2 separate regions of the Hordeum vulgare genome follow, and region 2 is linked to region 1. A link is a contact called in public Hi-C data. All regions are on one chromosome and are shown on one strand. Each heading gives the region's core, a stretch centred on a gene start, on an enhancer-like site or on the middle of the called end of the contact. The rest is flanking DNA. Distances are from core to core; before and after follow the strand shown. Region 1 has its middle 9.0 kb from the start of LOC123403522. Region 2 has its middle 44 kb from the start of LOC123404065.

Region 1 (2,972 bases), core at 217-2,716:
GTTCCAGCTCACAAATTAGCACCACGCGCGGCTAAAGAATGCGCAAGTGTCAGTAAAACCTACAGACAACTGAAATTTTATATCTCTGAAGTCTGAACATCGCTCCTAAAGACGGCAGATTGTGACCTTCAATGGTCACCGTAATCTTGGGTTGTGCAGAACCGGTTTCAAACAAAACCTTGTGGCAACCCATCTGACTTGCTATGTTGATAGTGTATAACATGGACAAAAGGTTCAGCCTGTAACGCATCCATGGCCCTCTCCAGGTTGCCTGCACCAGCAGCCTTAGCTTCTCCATCTTCATCTCTGATGACAGCCATTGGAGTCCTTCTGAAATGCACCATCTGTTATAACCTTCAGGGTTCCTGATAGAAGTTGGGACCATTTCCCTGCAGGCTGTTGCTTCAGTTTACCGTCTCCTTTCTTCACCTTAAAAGCATTCATTACATGATAATTAATAGAGGACCAGTCGAGCAGATCTCATCATCAGAAGTTGTAATAGCATCTCCCACGTTTGTTTTATTTCTCTGATCCCACTGACGCCAAAGAAGTATGCAGGTTTTAATTCTCGCTTTTTGCGAGAAATGCAAGCTAAGAATCTGTCCATAAAGCTCATGGAATTCCTCTCCAGCCTTTGGACCATTTATCCGTGTACAGTGCTTGCCAATCTTCTACGTAGTTCTGTAACTCCATAATACGGTCTTCAGACTACAGATTAGCAGGTCCATGGAAGAACAAACTGAAGGGAAAAAAAAATTCAAAAAATGAAATATCAGAGCGAGGTTTCGATCCTCGGACCTGTGGGTTATGGGCCCACCACGCTTCCGCTGCGCCACTCTGATCTTGTTGCCCTTCATCTGGTATTCATCTATTTATAGCATTCCGCAGCTCCCACGTTGTCTACTCTTCGCAAGTGCAGTACATATACAACATCTTCCACTGTAAATTTTGACGTGCAGAAGTCAGCCCCCATGCCCAGTGCAGTCAAGCATCGAACAACAGCATTCTCGTATAAGCCTCCATTAAGCTTGGCATCCACGGCACAAAGCAAAGATAAATAAAAGAAGGAAAGAAAAGGCAAAAGCGAAACGCTGACTCCTTTTGCCCCCAACCTTGGGTTTTACGGCCAGCACACATCTCTGCCTGCTTTCCATTTGTTAAAGAAGAAGAAGAAGAAGAAGAAGGGGAAAAGAAGTCGGCTCGCGCTTTGCGCTTTCGATCGGATTTTGATTAGGATGGGCATGTTCTTGGTGAGCAACAAGTCTTGACTCTTTTCGCTTTCACCTGCGTCTGCGTGCGATCCCTCCACATATCCACATGTAGCTTGCAGGGACCGGCTACTTGGGAGTCTAGTCAACCGTCGCCACTGGATTTTCCGCGCGAGTCCAAACGGATGAAAGCTCGTGCTCGGGTGGCGGGCAATGATCGATGCCATGGAGAATTAGGTCGCGTGAGACATCACCTGGATTTGTTTTCTACCTACCCCTCCCTTTCCTGGGAATGAACCTGCAGCGCAGATGTTTCTTCGATTACGACCGTATAATCTGTTCGTTTTTGAATCAAAGAAATAGTAAAACCACGTGCCATCGCTGCTTATTTGTTTTGCGTGTATGTGTTATTATTCTGGAGAACGCGGCAAGTGATTGACTAATCGGCGTTGGCGGGGCTGCACGCACGTCAGCAAATCACCTTCCATGAAGCTCTTGTCACGTCGTCTCGGCATAAGATTCCATGTCACTAGTCAAGATTTGATTGGGTCCATGGTCGAGTCGTTTCGGATTACGCTGAATTGATACGTCCGTGTCAAGGACACAAAATTCGGCAGCGAATTGCAGGTAAACTACTCGGAGGCCAGGGTAAGCGGAGAGAAAGGAAAAGGCAAGCAGCAGCCGGCCCTTTGGTGTTCGAGTACCACATGGACGTACTGTTGAGGCGTTGATCGGCCGATTTTCATCATGACATCATAGCATCGAGGAGATTGGGAGATCGAAAGGTGGCAGAGGGGATCGATCGACAAGGGCAACTCAAATCAGCTTGCCTGCCCCTCACGCTCATCATGGCGTTGCATCGGTCAGGGATGAGCAATCCAGCGAATGAGACAGGGATCTCTCTCGATCTCTCATGAATCGTGCAACTCAAATTCTGCACCAAATAACTGTGCCTGCCTCCGTTGTCGACGGCAGTAGGGATCCAAGAAGGTGCACCTTCAGATCAAATCAAGCCGCATGCAGGCCCTGCAGCCTTAATACTACCGGGAACCGCTCAACAATTCATTCGTTCACATGAGCTCTGCTGCAAGGATGTGGAGGTGGAGCTAGCTAGTGCTGCATGTCTTTTGCACTTTTCATACGAAAGCGTAGCTTGGAGGACAGTAAATTCAGGCAGGCCCCGTGTGATCTCGAAAAAGTTCACTGTTGCTGTGGCGTAGTACTGTACTGTATTGCTTTACCGCCAATTAACACCCCACACTGTGGCTGCACATAGGAAATCACACGGGAGAACATATCGTACTGCTAGTCAAGTACCTAATATGGCTAGCTTTATAATTTGATGATGTAGTACTAGGTAGAAGCAATTTTGACCGTTAGTAGCATCGATAAACAATTACAGTAGCAACTCTAGATCATGCAGTACAAACCGAGATGTTTCATATCACCCCTGTCCTCAATCCCTAGGCGCCTTGCAAGATGAGAGCCCATAATAGTATAATCACTAGCCAGAGACTACAAAACTCCTGAACTCCTCCCGGTTCCATTGCCCCATGCATGGATTAAAAACAAGAGCAACACGCGTTAATCTAGCTTAGTTTGTGCTTTATATGTTGAGACATTGGTTGTGCCCTTGTACATGATGATGTGACGGGTGTTACACTGCTTGCGCTGTTTGCCGGTCTCCAGGGGGGTGGAAGGACAAAGAGCAAGGTTTGTAGTGTGTCTCAAGGCATCTCTAGCGCCGTAACTTACGTGACTGGT
Region 2 (2,972 bases), core at 167-2,666, 140 kb after region 1:
CCATAGGGAACTTCAAAATGATAATCAGATCACATTATTTTTGTATGGCATAACACTGTATAAGTATCATGTCGTAAGCCCCTATTCGCTGATTATGGTGTCCTTTATGTGAAAAAAAAATCAAGTTTACTCATTACAGCTCTAGAAAATGCCACAATAAGGAAACCTAAAGCTGACTTCTCCACGGTCGGCCTCCTACATCCGAGTAGATATTTGAATATCTTCACATTTTTTTTATGATAGCTTAGCGTGTAAACAAACTACTGTATTTCACTGGCTTTCCTTTTTTCATAAAGCAAAATTATACCGTCTAGCCAATGCAATGTACCTCCATAATGTGCGAGTTATACTTTTCCACTTATCTGACATGTGTACTCTATTTACCCGCAAAAAAAAAGACATGTGTACTGTATTATGTTGATAGTTTTTAAACACCAATAACAGGTGTATAAGTCAAGGGCACTAGTTTTTGTTACGGTGGCATAGTTCCTTTGTCCTGTGATCATGTCGTAGATAGTACTCCTTCTCCTACTCCTACTTGGCTGGCGTATGGGCCGTTTGTTCTTGAATGCGAAGGGTTCGATCTTGGCTCCAATGGTGTTGACGTCGACCAACCTAGCAGCACCGCAGGAGCCGTAGTCCTTGTTTATGAATCCGAGACGATGGATACTTACGTTTTCGAGACCACTGGATCCCATTACTCGAATGGTATCGACGGGCGGTTCTTCCTTCTTGGACGTGGACCGACCGCGCAATCAATCACAACATGCCCGGCGACGCCATCTGAACTGAAGAAAATCGCCAGCCATGGACGGATCACGGATGGAGCCGTGCCCATGCATGCCTGAAATTTTAAAAAGCCACGGCCCACGGGGAGCATGAGCATCCATTCCATTCCAGCTACTGTTGCCGCCGAGAAAGGGGAGGCATTGCCCATTGCAGCCGCATTGAATTGGACGGGTGGCTTGACGCTCGAAGCGGCAGCGGTCGCAGCTACTACTACCATATGTCAGGGCCGGCTGGCAGGCAGGCAGGCTTGTTACTACTACCACGTAGTAGCGTCTGGGCTGGAGGTGGTAGCGACCAACGACTCCCATCATCACCTTCAACTTCAATGCCCTCTCGCTCTCGCTCGCTCGTTAACTCTGCTATAGTAGCCTCCTTTGGTTTGTAGGAGTATTGAATTGATCGGATCCGCCGGGCGGTGCCTGCGCGGTGACCAAACTAGTACTAGCAGCTCATATGGCGGACACGTCGGGACTGGGCAGTTGGCGAGGTTAAATACGATGTGATCTCCCGCCGGTTCTGACCCTACGCACACGCAGGCGCGAACCCGTCACCGACGCCCGTGTATCAGTCTCAGCGTATGTATCGCACACTGCACGCTTGCACAGGGCAGCCAGGGCGGGAGGGGAGCTTTGTCTCCGACCTGCGGTGCCAAAGCTCGGACGCTACCACAGACAGCGCGGGGTCCCGTCCTGCAGATGCCTTAAATCCTCCACGAGACCGCCACCAACCTGAATTTCATCCAAATACACCAAGCCACAGTAGTAAGCAAAACAGCCCATCACCAAACGCACGGTGACAAGATAGTCTTCCATGAAGACGAGACGACGACGCGACGACCCCTTCATTCACCAGCCTACGGCTCCGAGCCAGTAGCACTGGAGGAAGGAGGGAGGAGCGAGCATCACCATTGACGCGACGGCTATTTGGCTACTTATTTGCAATTGCAGCCGATGATTTAGTTGGGCGACCTACTTCTCTCACGTCGCCAAACGCCAAGGCCGATCCCCTCGGCATCACATTCACAGGACACGGTCATACGCTACGGGACAGCAAAGCCACGCAAGAACTGACCTAGCATTTCGCACCCAACAAGAAGCCGCTTGGTGGCGTTCCGTTTGAGCAGCCAACGAGATCTCCAGTTCCGTCCGCGTCTCTCGTGGAAACCAATATGAGGTGAGCGGTGACATTGAGTTAGGTAGACTAGAACGGTCACTGCAGATTTTGTTGGTGTGACCATGAATGAGGTTTAGCACGGTCCAGGTGCTATGGATGGATGGGAACAGCATTTCTCTGCCAAGGGGAAGAGCTCGGTAAAAAGTACCCCTGAGAGCAGGCGCAAAGGTTTGAGGTTAGTACAAAAGAGTAGTACGGAGTAGTAAACAGCGGCGTGTGAGTGACCATGACGGGAGAAAATGGGTTCGCCAACTTCTATCCGTTGGGAGGGATTGAGAAGAAAAGCAGTGTATCCAAAGGCAGACCGTGTTGCTTAAATTTTCATTTTGAGCTGACAAACTTATGGTACAGATTGTACCAAGGATTAATAGCGGACAAAGTAGTAACCACAGGATCCGTACAAGAAGCCTGGTACCGGCTATAGTTGGTTAGAGAAAGAAAACAATACAACAGACCACGTTCAGATCTCCGTATGCAAAAGCATCAGCAAGAAAAGCATCCGAGTTTGCGGGATGCATTCCTATGCCAAGGGAAGAGCTTTGGTACAAAATACTCCCTCCATTCCTGAGAGGCCGCAAAGGTTCGCAGTACAAAGCAGACTAGTTTGATTTCTTTTTTCAAATTAGCTGCATGTATGTAACTCAGCATCGATTTTTTTTTTTTTTTTTGAGATGGAACGCCCCATTCCATTAATAAACCGGTGTGTTGTTGATCTTGCTTTGCAATTCGTGCTGTTATTTTTTGCTGATGATTTCTCCAAGGTGTTTAGGCTGTTAAATCGACTGACCACATGTTCGAGTCGGTTGATTCCTTAACGGGCCTAAGTCCATTACCAGGTGCGAACCAACCTTCCCGTTTCTCCCAATGGTTTATTTGTTTTTACTTTTATTTTTTTATTATTAGTTAGTTCCAATCTTTATTTTTCACTTTCTATCTGTTTTTGCTTTTTTCACTTTTATTATTATTTGGTTTTAGTTTTTATTTTCTTGGGATTTTTGGGACGTTGGGCG

The links. A called contact is a pair of places that touch in the nucleus more often than the background predicts.
Region 2: a Hi-C map of leaf shows a contact between it and region 1, with 4 times the contacts expected there. The contact joins two enhancer-like sites. A contact is called at or near these places in 2 of 6 Hi-C or Micro-C datasets (leaf and seedling).

What each region holds. Positions count from the first base shown.
Region 1 is chr6H:448,118,450-448,121,421 of MorexV3_pseudomolecules_assembly, forward strand. No RefSeq gene overlaps it. Among protein-coding and RNA genes, the nearest start is that of LOC123403522, 9.0 kb to the left of the region's middle. Within about 2 kb of position 1,467, at least 1 of the 3 cell types and tissues checked has open chromatin away from gene starts, as enhancers often do. A contact at or near this core is called in leaf, where this site is marked.
Region 2 is chr6H:448,257,510-448,260,481 of MorexV3_pseudomolecules_assembly, forward strand. No RefSeq gene overlaps it. Among protein-coding and RNA genes, the nearest start is that of LOC123404065, 44 kb to the right of the region's middle. Within about 2 kb of position 1,417, at least 3 of the 3 cell types and tissues checked have open chromatin away from gene starts, as enhancers often do. A contact at or near this core is called in leaf, where this site is marked.